Linked DNA regions of Rattus norvegicus: region 1 is linked to region 2. Evidence: chromatin contacts called from public Hi-C data. All regions are on one chromosome and are shown on one strand. Each heading gives the region's core, a stretch centred on a gene start, on an enhancer-like site or on the middle of the called end of the contact. The rest is flanking DNA. Distances are from core to core; before and after follow the strand shown.

Region 1 (2,923 bases), core at 136-2,635, 230 kb before region 2:
TCTTCCTCCTTCTCCTCTTCCTCCTCCTTCTCCTCTTCCTCCTCCTCCTCTTCCTCCTCCTCCTCTTCTTCCTCCTCCTCTTCCTCCTTCTCTTCCTCCTCCTCCTCCTCCTCCTCCTCCTCCTCCTCCTCCCCCTCCTCTTCCTCCTCCTCTTCCTCCTCCTCTTCCTCCTCCTCTTCCTCCTCCTCCTCCTCTCTCCCACCCTTTCTTTAAGGCATGGCCTGGCTATGTAACCCAGGCTGGTCTTGAACCTAAAGTGAACCTCCTGCAGGACCACAGGCATGTGCTTCCACGCCCATCTCTGAGGCTGGAAACTTTAGTTCATCTCTTTATCTTCAGGCCTCCTTCTAAAATACTGTTATTACACAATGCAGATCAGAACAATGATAAATAAAACAACAACAATAAAACCACACACACACACACACACATGCACACACACACGCACACATACACACATACAGACGCACACGCAATGACATAATGAACACCTATGGAGCTATGAAACAGTTTCAGAGATAGAATTATGAAAGCAACCACAGCCCTTAAGCGCAGCTCCCCAGTGTACGTCTCTTCTGCCCTCCCACCCCTGCCAAAGTAACCTTCAGCCTACATTTTGGGGTTTCTCATTGTCTTTACTCTTTTCTAGAGCTACATGCAAGTTTTTGGCTGTCGTTATTTTGAGGAAGATCTCTTGTAGCCCAGGCTAGCCTCAGATTTATTATATAGTCGAGGCTAGCCTGCTTCTCCTACTTTCAGCACCTAAGTGCTGGAATTATAGGTATGCAACTGTTACCTGGCTTATATAATAGCTAAAATTATTAGAATATAGTAATTATACCTAATGATGAGCTTCATTATGACATTATCATACATGTATAATATATTTTGATCATACTCACCCCCATTACGTCTCTTGTTCCTCTCCTCATGTGTAATTCTTAAAAATTCTACTTATTTACTTATGAGCATTCTGTGTGCATGCCAGAACATGGCACTAGATCCCATCACAGATGGTTGTGAGCCACCATGTGTGTGGTTGGTGGGAATCGAACTCAGGGCACCCAGTGTTATTAACGGCTGAGCCATCTCTCCAGCTCCATGTGTGAGTTTTTAAAAGGCATTTCCAGGGTTGTTTAGCATACTTTGGAATCTCGAATAAATTGTGACATCGTAGTATTCTGCAATTAGCTTTTCCTCCCCGCACGCGGGTCAGACTCAGCCTGCTGGCATGTGTTACTCTGGCCCACTCGTTTTCAGTGTGGCTGAGAATCTGATTGCATGAAGATGTCATTTTTCCAAGGAGTCCTTGCAGTCCCAGGGGCTGGAGTGGATGGTCCACCCCAGTGGCTCTGATCACGGGCGTAGCCACCTCTGTGGGGACTCTCCCACCTTCTCCCCACCCCTGTGGGATGGCAGGGCTGGGCTCGTTCCTTCTTCGCCTCACTGAACCATTGCTTCACTGAGCAGGAATTCAAGTGAATTTTCAGCAACCCTTGTGTTTCCCATAAATCAGTGTCGAAAGTGAAATCCTAGCACGAGGGACTGCAATTGCAACCAGCTGAGCACAGCGGGGCAGACTAATTTGAGCCTGCCCTGAGTGGACATGGGTTTTTGACAAGAAGGCTTTGCCAAGCCCTCTTTAGCACCTAGAGACGTGCTAGGCTCAGTGCCAGCCCATGAGCTGGCCCAGGCTTAGGGGGCCCACCTTCTCTCTGTGCTGACCCCTCCTGCCTTGCCCAATGACCTGCAAGGTGGCCTTTGAACCAGGAGCAGGCTGTGCTGTGGGTTCACATCTTTGCTCCTATGAAGCTGCTCGACCCCAGTACTCAGAGCTCCGGGTGCTGCTTGGTGGCTTTCCAGGACTGGTCACTTCTGCCTTTGCGTCACTAATGCCATCAATGCCATGGCTTAGGCTATAGAAATGTATTTTCTCACAAGTGTGGAAGCTGGAAGTCCAAGGTTGAGCTGTCAGGGTCAGGGGCTTCTCTAGCCTCCCCTTCTTGGCTGGCCATCTCTTTCCTTGGTGGTCCCCTCTACACTGAGCCCCTGGCCTCTCTCTGCTCCCCTCTTCTCTCCTTATAAGGACACTAGTCACACGGGGTTAGGGCCCACCCTGGCAATCCCATCTTAATGGTCTCCTCTGTGCTTATGTCTCCAAATATGGTTGCGTTTTTAGGCGCCAGGGGCTTGGGCCTCTACCGGGGAGTTTGAGAGTACCCAGTTCAGCCCATGACAGGGCTTATGGGGTCATATACAGGGTGGCCATGGGATTGTACAACAGTGTCATAGCTAAGAGGAATTATTTACATCATTGTACTTTGCATGTGTGTGTGTGTGTGTGTGTGTGTGTGTGTACCTCTGTCTCTCTGTCTTTCTCTCTGTGTATACATCTCTCTCTCTCTCTCTGTGTGTGTGTACCTCTGTCTGTCTCTCTGTGTATACCTCTGTCTCTCTCTCTCTCTCTGTGTGTATTCCTCTGTCTCTCTCTGTCTCTGTCTCTCTCTGTGTGTGTATACCTCTGTCTCTGTCTCTTTTTCTGTGTGTGTGTACCTCTGTCTCTCTGTCTCTGCCTCTGTCTCTCTCTCTCGCTCTGTGTGTGTGTGTGTGTCCCTCCTGTCTGTGTACTTATACATGTGAAGACATGAGGTCAATATTGGTGATCTTTCTTAATCAGTTTCCACCTTAGTTTTTGAGACAAGATCTCTTAGCAGTTCCAGAATGCTCTGATTTGACTGAGCTGGCTGACCAACAAACCCCAGGGAGCGCTGTCTGCTGCATCACCCCAAGGTTACAGGTGCTGATGTGGTTCCCACACCTGCACAGCAAGCGCTTTATCAGCTGAGCCCCTCCCCAGCCTTCACACCATGGACACTTTATCCTTCTTTATGGTTTTGTACTTCTGTTGGACCCAATAGCGGGC
Region 2 (2,752 bases), core at 81-2,580:
GCTGGCTAGGGTGTGTTCTAGAACTTGGGAAAGGATCCCTCTGGTCTAGGCAGACCACAATCAAGAGGTCAGCAATGGTGACAAATCTGGAGGTCTACTGCCCCAAGAGCACTGATGAGAATTCAACTCGGGGCAGAACAGGACCAAGAGCTCTGAGGTTTAGCCAGGTGGCCTTAACCCTTTTCCCAGTGCTCCAACCTCTCTATTGTCACCACAATGCTTGCCTAGCAGTGGCTCTGTGTGACAACGGAGCACTGAAGTCCTGGAGGCTGCAGCCTCCTGTGGGGCCAATGTTGCAGGAGAGACAGGAGAAGACAGTGCTGGGCAAAGCTTCTGGCTCCTAGGGCTGGGCTCCAGTGCACAAGGTGCTCTGGGCTCTGCTCCTCAGCTGATGGTGAAGATGTTACGACCTTAGTAGTGGGCTCTCTTGCTTTTTGTGGTTTCCTTTTTGCACCTTAGGAACAATTTCTTTTGTTCCAGATAACTGAAGGGAAAGTGGACGCTGTTTAAAAGTCTGTACCTGAGGAGCTGTCTCTTGGGGTCCCAGAGGGCAGCCTGGTGGGCTGGCATTTCTTCCTGCCTGTCCATGCAGGTATCCTCCTGGCACGGGGTTGGGGTTTGGGCTGCCTCGTATGCCAATCTGGGCCTCCTCTTGCTATTCAACTCCACTGACAGGGAAGACCAGTATGGACCTGCCCTTTCATCCTGCTTCTGACATGAAGTCATATGTACTCCCGGCCACTGTTCCATTGATCCACGGGTCACCTCTGAGAACAAGGACAAGAAGGGAAACAGATACAAGACTGCCAGCTTCACATGGGCAGGAGAAGCAACAGTAGGTCCCCAGGAGTGTGACTGTGCAAAGGCCAGCAGGATGTCACAGTCTGGGCCTAGGTAAGCTATGAGACCCAATGACCTCATCCCAGAAGCTCCAGGGCAGAAGTTGGGGAACCCAGGCCTGGGTCACAAGGTGTGGGATTCAGGGCTTCCATTCAAGAATGCAATTGGACATCCTTCCTGGGAGATATTCGGCTGAGGAAAGAGCGGGAGTAACTATGGGGCAGGGTGGAAAAGGGCCTACTGCGCTTAATCCCAGCTTGGTAGCTATCCCTATTGGTAGACAGGGACCTGCAATAGCAAAACCAGGACTGAGTTGGACCTCTAAAGGCCCCTGTGGAGATACCCTGGTGGCCTTACAGGCCAACTCTCCCAGGATATGCCAGGGTGTTAGGCTATGGTTTGTTGCCGAGAAGACGACAGAGGTGGGTGATGTCACCCAGGAATGAAGCAAGCAAGCTACTGATAACATCGACAGTCAGGCTTACTGTGGGCAAGGTGACTCATCCAGACAGCCACAGCCACCAGGACATTGTTGTTGTGCCCAGCCAGTAGGACTGGGAGGAGTGGCTCTTGCAGCTGGGACAGGTCCCTACCGAGGCCTCTGGTGAGACCTCTGGTGAGACCTCAGAACACCGTGTCCCCAACCTCTATTACCCCACCAGCTCAGGAAATAGCCCTCCCCGTGGCGGTTACCATTATCTTGGTCTCCAGCATTTGGTGGGTGTCTGTGGGGTGTGTCGGGTGATTTCCCTACCCGCCCACTGAGCACAGCAGGTACCAGAGATTCAAACAGCACACCAGTTGCTCCCCCCCCACCTCCCCCCTCCCCCGGTCGGACAACTGTCTTTGGAGACTACACCGGATGGTAAACTGCTAACCATAACCACGTGGCACCCTCATGGAAGGGACAGGCTGTTCCTCCTGCTGAAGACAACTTTAAGCCTGCCCCCAACCCATGCATCCTTACTACCTCAGAGCCTGCTGGGGCCGAACCGGTCCTTCCCCACCTGTGGGGAGTACCACAGACTTTTGTCCATGTTGAAAACTGAACAACTGGAGAAGGTTCCGTTGAGCTTTGAGGTCACGTGACTATACGTGGTGGCCCTGTTCCTTCTCGTTTTCTAAAGTACTTCTCGTTCTCCTCAGCTGCCTAGAGTTATCTATTTGGCCTGCCTTTAGTAACTTTACCCTGCCTCTGAACTTTCCCCCATTTAGCTGTTGTCTTCTATGACCTGACTTCCTTCCTTTATCCATCCCAGGAAAGAGCAGCTGAGCTGGGCAAGGAACCAGAGAGACTAGGACCTCTGAGGGTCTCATTCCAGCCGGGAAACAAGGAATAAACGGATTAACTGGATGCATAAACTAAGTGGACAGCTCTGGTAGCACAGGCCTGTGATCCCAGCTACCTGAGAAGCTGAGGCAGGAGAATGGAACATTCAGGTCCTGTCAGGGCTGTAGTGTAAACTCAAGGCCAGTCTGGGGAACCGATAGAGAACTTGCATCCAAATGAAAACATTAGAACACCCTGTATGGTGGCTCCCAGCTTAAATCCCCCCCTCCAAACACACACACACACACACACACACACACACACACACACACACACGCGCGCGCGCGCGCGCGCGCGCGCACAGAAAGCAGAAGCCTGCCCAAGCCTTGGCATGTTTGAGGCTAGCCTAATTTGCATCACAATTTCCAGGCTAGCCAGGGCTACGTTGTGAGACACTGCCTCCAAAGGAAAAGCAACGACAAAAACCAAGAAAACAAAAAGAACAAGGAGGCGGGGAATGTTGTTTAATACCGGAGTGTTTGCTCGCCTGGCCTGCATGTGCGAAGCCCTTAGTGATACCCCAGATATTGAGGAAAGCAAACCGGACCAACCACTGTACGGTAGTAAACGCTAGGCAGAGGG

What was found. Hi-C and Micro-C count contacts between places; a contact is called where the count stands out from the background.
Region 1: a contact with region 2 is called in a Hi-C map of liver, with 5 times the contacts expected there. The contact joins two enhancer-like sites. A contact is called at or near these places in 5 of 12 Hi-C or Micro-C datasets (hepatocytes, kidney, liver and 1 more).

What each region holds. Positions count from the first base shown.
Region 1 is chr6:16,548,118-16,551,040 of GRCr8, reverse strand. No RefSeq gene overlaps it. Among named protein-coding and RNA genes, the nearest start is that of Trnai-uau2, 33 kb to the left of the region's middle. Within about 2 kb of position 1,385, at least 12 of the 93 cell types and tissues checked have an H3K27ac peak or open chromatin away from gene starts, as enhancers often do.
Region 2 is chr6:16,315,234-16,317,985 of GRCr8, reverse strand. No RefSeq gene overlaps it. Among named protein-coding and RNA genes, the nearest start is that of Zfp36l2, 74 kb to the right of the region's middle. Within about 2 kb of position 1,330, at least 36 of the 93 cell types and tissues checked have an H3K27ac peak or open chromatin away from gene starts, as enhancers often do.